Linked DNA regions of Mus musculus: region 2 is linked to region 1. A link is a contact called in public Micro-C data. All regions are on one chromosome and are shown on one strand. The core of a region is the stretch at or near the end of the contact, and the rest is flanking DNA. Distances in the headings are between cores, read along the strand shown. Region 1 overlaps Fars2 (phenylalanine-tRNA synthetase 2 (mitochondrial)). Region 2 has its middle 21 kb from the start of Gm40913.

The links. Hi-C and Micro-C count contacts between places; a contact is called where the count stands out from the background.
Region 2: a Micro-C map of granulosa cells shows a contact between it and region 1, with 2.2 times the contacts expected there. The contact joins two enhancer-like sites. A contact is called at or near these places in 7 of 484 Hi-C or Micro-C datasets (bone marrow-derived macrophages, cerebellum, granulosa cells and 3 more) and 7 of 115 datasets of contacts at active chromatin or transcription factors (CD8 T cells, differentiating embryonic stem cells, embryonic stem cells and 3 more).

Annotation. Positions count from the first base shown.
Region 1 is chr13:36,461,531-36,465,699 of GRCm38.p6, reverse strand. All of the region lies in intron 6 of Fars2 (phenylalanine-tRNA synthetase 2 (mitochondrial)), which reads right to left. Among named protein-coding and RNA genes, the nearest start is that of Gm46409, 150 kb to the left of the region's middle. Within about 2 kb of position 1,834, at least 23 of the 459 cell types and tissues checked have an H3K27ac peak or open chromatin away from gene starts, as enhancers often do. A contact at or near this core is called in granulosa cells, where this site is marked.
Region 2 is chr13:37,310,690-37,314,858 of GRCm38.p6, reverse strand. No RefSeq gene overlaps it. Among named protein-coding and RNA genes, the nearest start is that of Gm40913, 21 kb to the left of the region's middle. RefSeq lists an enhancer at 1,049-3,893. Within about 2 kb of position 2,143, at least 95 of the 459 cell types and tissues checked have an H3K27ac peak or open chromatin away from gene starts, as enhancers often do. A contact at or near this core is called in granulosa cells, where this site is marked.

The DNA of each region.
Region 1 (4,169 bases), core at 585-3,084:
ATCAACACTCCTGGACTCTACATCTCTTCAGAGAAGTCTTCACACTACACAACTGAGAAAAGGATCTTGAGCACAGTGAAGTCAGCACTGGGGATCTCCAATGTGGGGGTGATTTACCTCATAGCAACAGACAAGGACTTTCATACTAGGCTGACTCGAGAATGACTACCTTGCAACATGTGAGGATAAATCATCTTCTTAGGTGCTCCAAAACTTCCATGGGGACAGTGTAAACACATTAGCTATCCTGCCCATTAATACCGAGTTCAGGCTCACTTTGTGGGAAGCAGGCTTCCATCTCTCCCATGCTCTGTCTGAGTTAAGTGGTGGATACCCCACAAGTCATCAAGCAGCCTAGAATCAGCACTGAGGGTGAAGGGCACAGAATCCTTCCTATAAAGGAAAGAAAATAAGCCGGGCGGTGGTGGCGCACGCCTTTAATCCCAGCACTTGGGAGGCAGAGACAGGAGGATTTCTGAGTTCAAGGCAGGCCTGGTCTACAAAGTGAGTTCCAGGACAGCCAGGACTATACAGAGAAACTCTGTCTCGAAAACAAACAAACAAACAAAAACAAACAAAAAAAAAGACAAAAAACAAAAAAGGAAAGAAAATACCTTTCCAGAGACTGTGCAAGGTAACTGTCAGGCATGGTTTTCTATGGGTAAGAGTAAAGTAATGAGATGTTACTATGTCAAAACAGCACAACTATAACTCTGTGTTAATATTTATTTTGCAAAGCAGATGAAATATAAGTTCTCTAGCATAAGTCCTAACAGAAAACAGCAGATAGGGACAAACTAGAATGCTGATTAACCTGCATTTGTGAGGATATTCATTTTTGATGGCAGAAACACACACACACACACACACACACACACACACACACACACGTACACACACACACGTACACATGCATGCATGACAGAAAGGGGAATATAGAAATAGGAGACTAACTTCTAGATTTGAGAAGATGGGTGGCAATCTGGTGGTCTGGTGACAATGCCAGTGATGTGGCCAATTATGACAGTTTGTACATCAGTACCAACATATAAGGATATGAACGCACACATGTATCATACCCCACTTAATCATAGTTGGCAAATTCAATATATTAGTATAGTATGAGAATAATGTAGCTCCTGCCATAACCTACTATAGAGTAAAATATTTTATTACTCCCCTACTAATGTTTAGGAATAAACTACTGCGATTCCCCAAATTAAATGGGACACTAAGTCCATTAGCTTCTACATAAGTTTGTACTTCCAAGTTTTCAAAAATCCCATTATGAAAGTCAACTTAGACTTTCCTGTACCCAGCCCATGTGTGGTACTGGCTGAGTACTTTGGTAGAATTTCTGATGGCCAGGAAGGGTACTTAGAAGCCAAGAGAGTGTGTGTGGTGTGACAGAGGACAGACCCAAGGCCAAGGCTGTGGCAAGTTTAAACAACTAGAGAAGGTGAACAGCAACCTCGGTGTGCAGCAGTCTCCTAGGGTGGTTTCTGTTCAGTCCAGGTATCACTCTCACTGCGCTACAAAGCATCCTAATATTTAGCCCTAATTCTTGTCCTTAACGTGGTCAGCTTCACCGTCATGAGGAACAGAAAACAGAGCACAGGCCTTGATCATGAACATGAGCTGCTTACAGAGACCAACACATTTGTCAAAATTGAGACACCCAAGTCTGATGCTCTGGATTCTTGGGGACTTTACCACACCACTGGTGGCTTCACTCTTGGAGGAGTCTTCCCCTGCTGCTGGTTTCAGCAGTGCTGGGGAGATAGCTGAGCCAGTGAGGGCTGGAGTGAGTCAGGGGATTTACTCAGATCAGAGTCAGCTCACCATATATGGTGCTTTCTAAAACACAGTGACCACTGCTGGGGCTGCAGTAACAGTGACCCCATCATGGATCTGGCAAACTTGCACTGAAACTGCACTGGGGAGGCTTGAGTGGGTGTTTTGGTCACACTGCTGTGATTAGTAGAGATAGGCCAGACCTGAGGGACAGATCTTAAGCTGCTGTCTTTCTGCTTTCTGGGGACTCTCTTCCCTACCCTGAATATACAGTCACTTAGATCAGGGAACTAGCAACTAATTCCAGGTGGAGCCAGAGATAAGAAAAACTGCCCCTCTGTCTCAGAAGGACTTTACCATTGCCCTGGTCACCTACTCCAAGTGGGCATCTACCTTGTCCCCTGATTCCTTGGTCCCTCCTTAGCATACTCTTTCTCCTCAGCCTTCAGCATGGCACCAACTCCCACCCCTGTCACTCCTGCCAGGCCAGGCCCTGCAGTGACCTCCACAGCTAACAGGCTCTAGCTGACCCTCCCTCCCTGAGTCTAACCCAGTGCACAGTAAGGATACATTTCAGGTCCTCCTCGGTTAGAGTCATAGCTGCCCTCGGGAACATCTTTGGGCAGGAATTCTACCACCACACCTTGCCTTGCTTTACGTTCAGTACATTAAGAATGGAAAACACACTGTCTATGAAAGTTTAAGATACGGAGAGTATTCAGTGCTTACTATTATATTGCTAGTATTTTCCTCTTCCATTAAATTATTTTCATTTCTCAGGCTTCCTCTATAACCTTTCAATACAAATGGACATTTTACATTGTTGCAACCACAGCCAGACACAGTGCTTTTCATTTTTCATTTATAACACTTTGACACTGTAAACCACTTCTTCCAATCCTTAATGGCCACATGGCATTCCATCAAGGTGATGCACTGTAAGTTACTCAAGTACTCTTCTCTTTGGGGCATTTCACTAACTTAGCTACTGAAGGTTCACGGAGAATAAAAGTGCTGCATAAGTCCAGGCAGTATGGGAATTGCCCTTTTAATAGACCTCACACCATATTTGACCAGGGACAGAGCAAATGCACACAGTCTGTCACTGGCAGCCTTAACTCCTACTCTTCTTCTTGCTGGTTTATGAGAACAAATGGTAGACTGTTGTCAGGAAGCTCTAAATCACTTCACAAATTATTAATGAAAGAATGACTTCAATTGCTGACTGAACGGAGTCACAGACTTAGGAAAAGGCACCAATGGAAGAGGGAAGAGCAGAAGGCAGCTACAGGGAGTCGGGGGAAGCTGAGGCAACTTTTCTAAGACCCAGGTCAGAGCCTGTTTTCCTTTCTGGATATCTTGAGAACACAGTCACAGTTTGGCAGCAGATGGGCTAAGCAAAGTCAGAGAGGAGGCGGGGACTGGGGGTGCTGGGGTTTCCATCTTACCCCGTGGAGATGCTTCCTAAGTGGCTGCAGGTCCTTGTTCATTTCTCAGGAGAGGATTTCATGTAGCTCAGGATGGCCTCAGTCCCCATGCACTCAGGGAGGCTGCTCTCCAACTCCTGGTCCTCCCTGCCTCCTCCTCCCAAGTGTGGGGGTGTAGGTGTGTGCCACCGCCCAAGTCTTCTTTGCCCTTTCATAGTTTATTTATGGATTGAAAATGAAATCACTACTATTTTAAACTGCATTTTTATGATCACTAGGCAGGTTGAACTTTTCAAAAAACTTTTCATTGATTCTTTGTGAGTGTTATATCATGTATTCCAGTACCACTCATTTCCCCGACTCTTTGTATCTACTCTCCACTCTTGCAGCCTTCCCCACAAAGAAAATTAAAAAACAAAAATAAAAACAAGAAAGAGACCAATCAAACAACAACAACAACAAAACCCATCTTGTCAGGGAAGCTGTATTGTGTCACAGTGTGCCCCACAGTATAAATTCTTTTGTTCACAGATCTTTACATGCAAATGTTCATTGCAATGAGTCTCTGGTCTGGTTCAAGGCTTCTGCTATACTATCAATACTGGAGTCTCATCAGGACTCCTCTTGGTTATCCTGCTGTTGCCCTGTTATGGAGTTCTTTTGGCTTTGGATCTGTAGGACTGGCCCTTTTACTCACTCCAGCAGTACATAGATGGGGTAGATGTTTATTTAGGTGGGCCACCTCAAAACCTTGGATCTGCGCCTGGGTGGTAGCTGAGCTGGTCAGCCCGCCAGCTCTCCCACATCATCAGAGAGAGCTCTCCAGCACTGCCCCAGGTTAGCTCACCCAATGCTGCAGGGGTAAGGGGAGGGGCCAGCTCTCAAGGCCTGCTCACCTACACCTTTGCCTTTAGGGGTAAGGTTGAACTTTTAGGTTTTGTTTTACAT
Region 2 (4,169 bases), core at 894-3,393, 850 kb before region 1:
GGTGCCGGGAATGGTACCCAGGTCCTCTGAGAGAACAGCAAGTTCTCTTAACCACTGAGCCATCTCTCCAGCCTTAACAGGATTTTAAACTTTGGAAACATACACCATTAGGTTTCTGGCAGGGCATTTCCAGGCAAGTGTCAGGAATTGCTGCTCAGTGATATCATGGACCCTTGGAGCTCCTGAACAGCAGCGGAGAGGCACAGGGAATGGCCTCCCACAAGCATTGACTCCTGAAGGCAGCTACAGAGGTGTGTGTGTTTGATTACAATTTCTAGAAATACCTTTTTCCCAATTTGTTTTCTCTTCTTGTAACAACTCAGTGACCCATGCTAAGTCTCCTTCACTTCGAAATAACGTCCGTTTTCTTGGTTGCTAACTCAGTAGACATGTTTCCCCATTTGATGAAGGAGACTTCCCCTGTATGGAATAGTGAACTCCAGCTGCTGTAAATGAGACTATCCAAGGAACTTTGCTCAACGCATGAGCCCTGTCTTTGGTTTAAGCTCTGCTGTTGTCCCTTTGGAATTATTAAAGACTTATTGTTGAGAGAGTTTTGCTCTGGAGCCCAGGCTGGCCTTAAATGAGCTAACCCTCTTTTTTGGTTTGCTGAGAGTAGGATTTATGCACAGGCATGCCAAGCCTTCTGGAAGACTTTTTAAGACAAAGGATCCCATTTGATCGATATCAGTTTGCCTCGATCCCCTCAAGTTGTGGAGCTCATCTTGTTTTTCTCTTTTCTTGGATAAAAATTGGTCAATCTTTTTTTTTTTTTTTTGCCTTTTATTGGAATTTCTGGGAAGCTTATGTGAAATGTTACATTTTTCAATCTTTCATTGTTACTAGCATTTAAAACTTTTAAAAATCCCCTTTCTGTCTTCTTACTATTCCCTTTCTTGTGTATACAATATGTATTCACATATATAGTCATATATATATTTATTCTTGTACACACACACATATATAAAATGCATTCAGTATTTTTATCCATTCTTCTGAGAATGCTAGTAGCCATTCTTTCTGTACATTTTCTTAGGGGCTTCTTCTTCCCCACCCCTGTTTACTTGCAGGCAGTAGTTTGTGTTGCAGGTAAAAGCAGATACACAGGGTTTGCAAAAGATGAAAGGTTTTTTTTGTTTTGTTTTGTTTTGTGTTTTTGTTTTCTTGTTTTTCCTCCTCCGAAGTAAGAGAGAATAAAAGGCCAGGCAGTGACACAACTACTTTAAGGTAGAAGAGGCAACATTGAGGAGCAAGAGTGTCTGGAAAGTGGGAGGATCTGCTTCTGAACTAGCCAAGTATTGTACAGACACAAAGCTAAAGAGGAGAAGAAACTGAGAAGATCTGCAGTGCAGGAATCAACGCCGGCTCACCATCAAGCGGCACTGCGGTCTCACCTGAACCTTCAATGTGCAGCCAGCCCACTCAGCGACCTCAGGCCACCCTTTCTTCTTAGCCTTGGGTGGGACGAGGGGCAAGGCAGAATGGTGCTTGCTGTCAGTTGTTGGCTAGAGCTAAGGTGAGGGGCAAAGTGTTGAGGGATGCTGAGGACAGAAGTACAGAGGAGCAAGGGAGCTGGCTTTTCTATCCAGATCTGGTAAAGCAAAGAACAGAGGAGTGACTAAGGGAGCCAGGGAGATGCCTCTGAAGATGGGACCCTATGCTTATAGGCAGTGTGAAGCCTGTTCCTTAGTCTTGAAGGAATGGAAACTCAGAAGAATGCAAGCGGGCTCTGAACACACAGATGATTCTGCAGTTGAATTCCGGAGGGAGAAACACCTCGGGGAGGGGCTGTCAAGTGAACAACTTAGACGGACCCAGGAAAGATCACATAAGGAGTCCTGCTTCAAGACTGTCAAAGCCATTGGGTCTTTTAGGTTTAAATTCAATTCTGCAATGGGGTGAAATGTAAGGTATTAGTTTTAGGAAGGACCCTTGCTTACTTGGTGATTCACCTGTGAATAACAGCAAAACCCCAAATCCGAGAAACAATGCATCAGGCAATACTAGATCCGCAGCCAGCCAGCATCCCGCCCCTCAAGAAAAAAATTGCAGACCATGACATCATTCCTCTGGTCTCCCCACACCTGCTCGAGTCCCTCGATGATACCACCAGATGGCGATGTTGGCCTAAGTTGTAGTACATTCTCTAGTCCTGGGAAAGCCTGACCTGAATATAAAACTTCCCTAATCACCACATTTGATTCCCCAGCAGAACAGCACAAAAAAACCTACTGCGGATTCCAAAGAGGCCAACATGGCATCTCACTACATTGCGTGGTCCGCAGACCAGACATCGGTGCATATTAAAGTGTGATTGCAAGAAAACAACTTTAAAATTCAGAGTCCAGGAGTGGCCCCCCGCTCCCCCGCCTCCCGCGCCTAGTCTCGCTTTGCGCTCCCTACCCCCACCCACGGTCCAGCAATCTCGGACGTGAGGCTTTTCTGCAGCCGCAGCGGCATGGCTGGCAGTGTGGCGCGGAGGTGGCAAGCTCTAGGGACCCACGCAGCGTCTGTCTGTGCAGTGCCCAGATGGCAGGGGCTGGAGAGGCCTCCAGAAACCTGCAACTCAGTAGCATTTCCCCAACTGGATCTCTGTCATCCTCCCAGGCCACCCCAGCTCAAGAGAACCTACCCCATCCAGAACTTCAGGAGGCAGCTTGGGGCCAGCAAAGGTGGGAGGTGGTGGCATGAAAGTAAGGTCTAGTTAGGATGACCAGTCTCCAGGGTTAGAAGTTTTATAGCTTACAGGGCTTCCACGATCCCAGGTGCCCACCCAATTGGTATTGCTTCCACTAGTAGGTCGCGCCTTGTGTAGGACAGTGTATGATGGGCAAGATGGACCGCAGGCGCCTGCTAGAGAGTGACACTCTGGCTCCCAGTAGCTTGCACCAAAAGGTCCGATGACTGTCTCTGGTCCCCAGCAGTCAAACCTCGGTGGTACTTCTAGGCCTCATAGGCGCGTGCTCATGGCGCACGCACAAAGCCCAGCGGTGCAGTGCTCCCCGGCAGGCCTGGGCTGGCCCCCTCGAAGCGACCAGACGGTGTCTCACAGCGGGCTTGTCCCCGCCGAGGTCATCTGCTAGGCGCAGCTGGGCCGCGGAAAGTAAGAAGCTGATGAATTTTTCATCGCGATTCCCTTGGCTGTCGATCTGAAGGCAGTTTCTGGGGCAGCAGCCTTTAAGGACCTGTCTGTGCCAAGGGCAGCCCCTCCCCCACCGCTCTAATTACTGATAGACAGGAGAAGCTGGTCCCAGGTCCCCTCCTGCTCCTCCAGGGCGTGTCCTGGTCCCTCTGGCTTTGTTTGATTTCTGAGCATTGGGCGAGTGGGAAAGGAGGGATGAGGAAGAGCGCCTGTCTAGTTTAATAGCATGTGTAGACAACCTGCCTGGAAAAAGGAACACAGAGGTGCTCAGCTCTGACCTCCAGGAGTTTGCAGGGATCTGCGGGGATAAACTCACAAAATGGAGATGAAAGAGTCTAATGTGGGCCAAGGGCCGGGCTAGTGGGGCTGTGAGTGAGACCGGGGCTCAGGGAGAGACATGGGGAAGGGATAAGTTGAAAGGAAAGGACTCCAACACCCGGGCACAGGAAGGGGCAGAATGAGGGCGGGTCTAACTTTGCGCTCTCGAGGGGACCAGAGGCACACAGGTGCAAGGTGTGGACCTGGATCTACCCAACACATAGGTAGGCCTATCACAGGTCAGAAACCGGCCTTTTCTTGAAAATATGATACAGATATATCAGGAGAAGTCACTATTAGATAAGAACACTGAGGGGCTTTTTGTTCCTGAGTGGGGGAGGGGATGGGGAGGGTGGGAAAGGGTGGGGGAGCGTGGGGGAGGGCTGTGCCAGGTTTTTTTTTTTTTTTTTTGTCACACGGATTGTTTTTGCATAAATGTAAGTTAAAAATACACACTTACATACCATGCACACTGTTGTGTATGGAGATGGTCTCTAGAAATAGTTTTGTTTGTTTGTTTGTTTGTTTAAAAAGGTAATGCAGGTATTTCTAAATTTTGGTGAAATAAACAAAAGAATTCACCCAGAGTCACAATCTTTGTATATGTCCTTATTTTTTCCTTATCTTATTTATTTTTTCTGTGCAGACCTCGTTTCATTGAGACCATTTTTTGTAAGCGCAGTCATTCAATAAATGCTAATAAATAAGA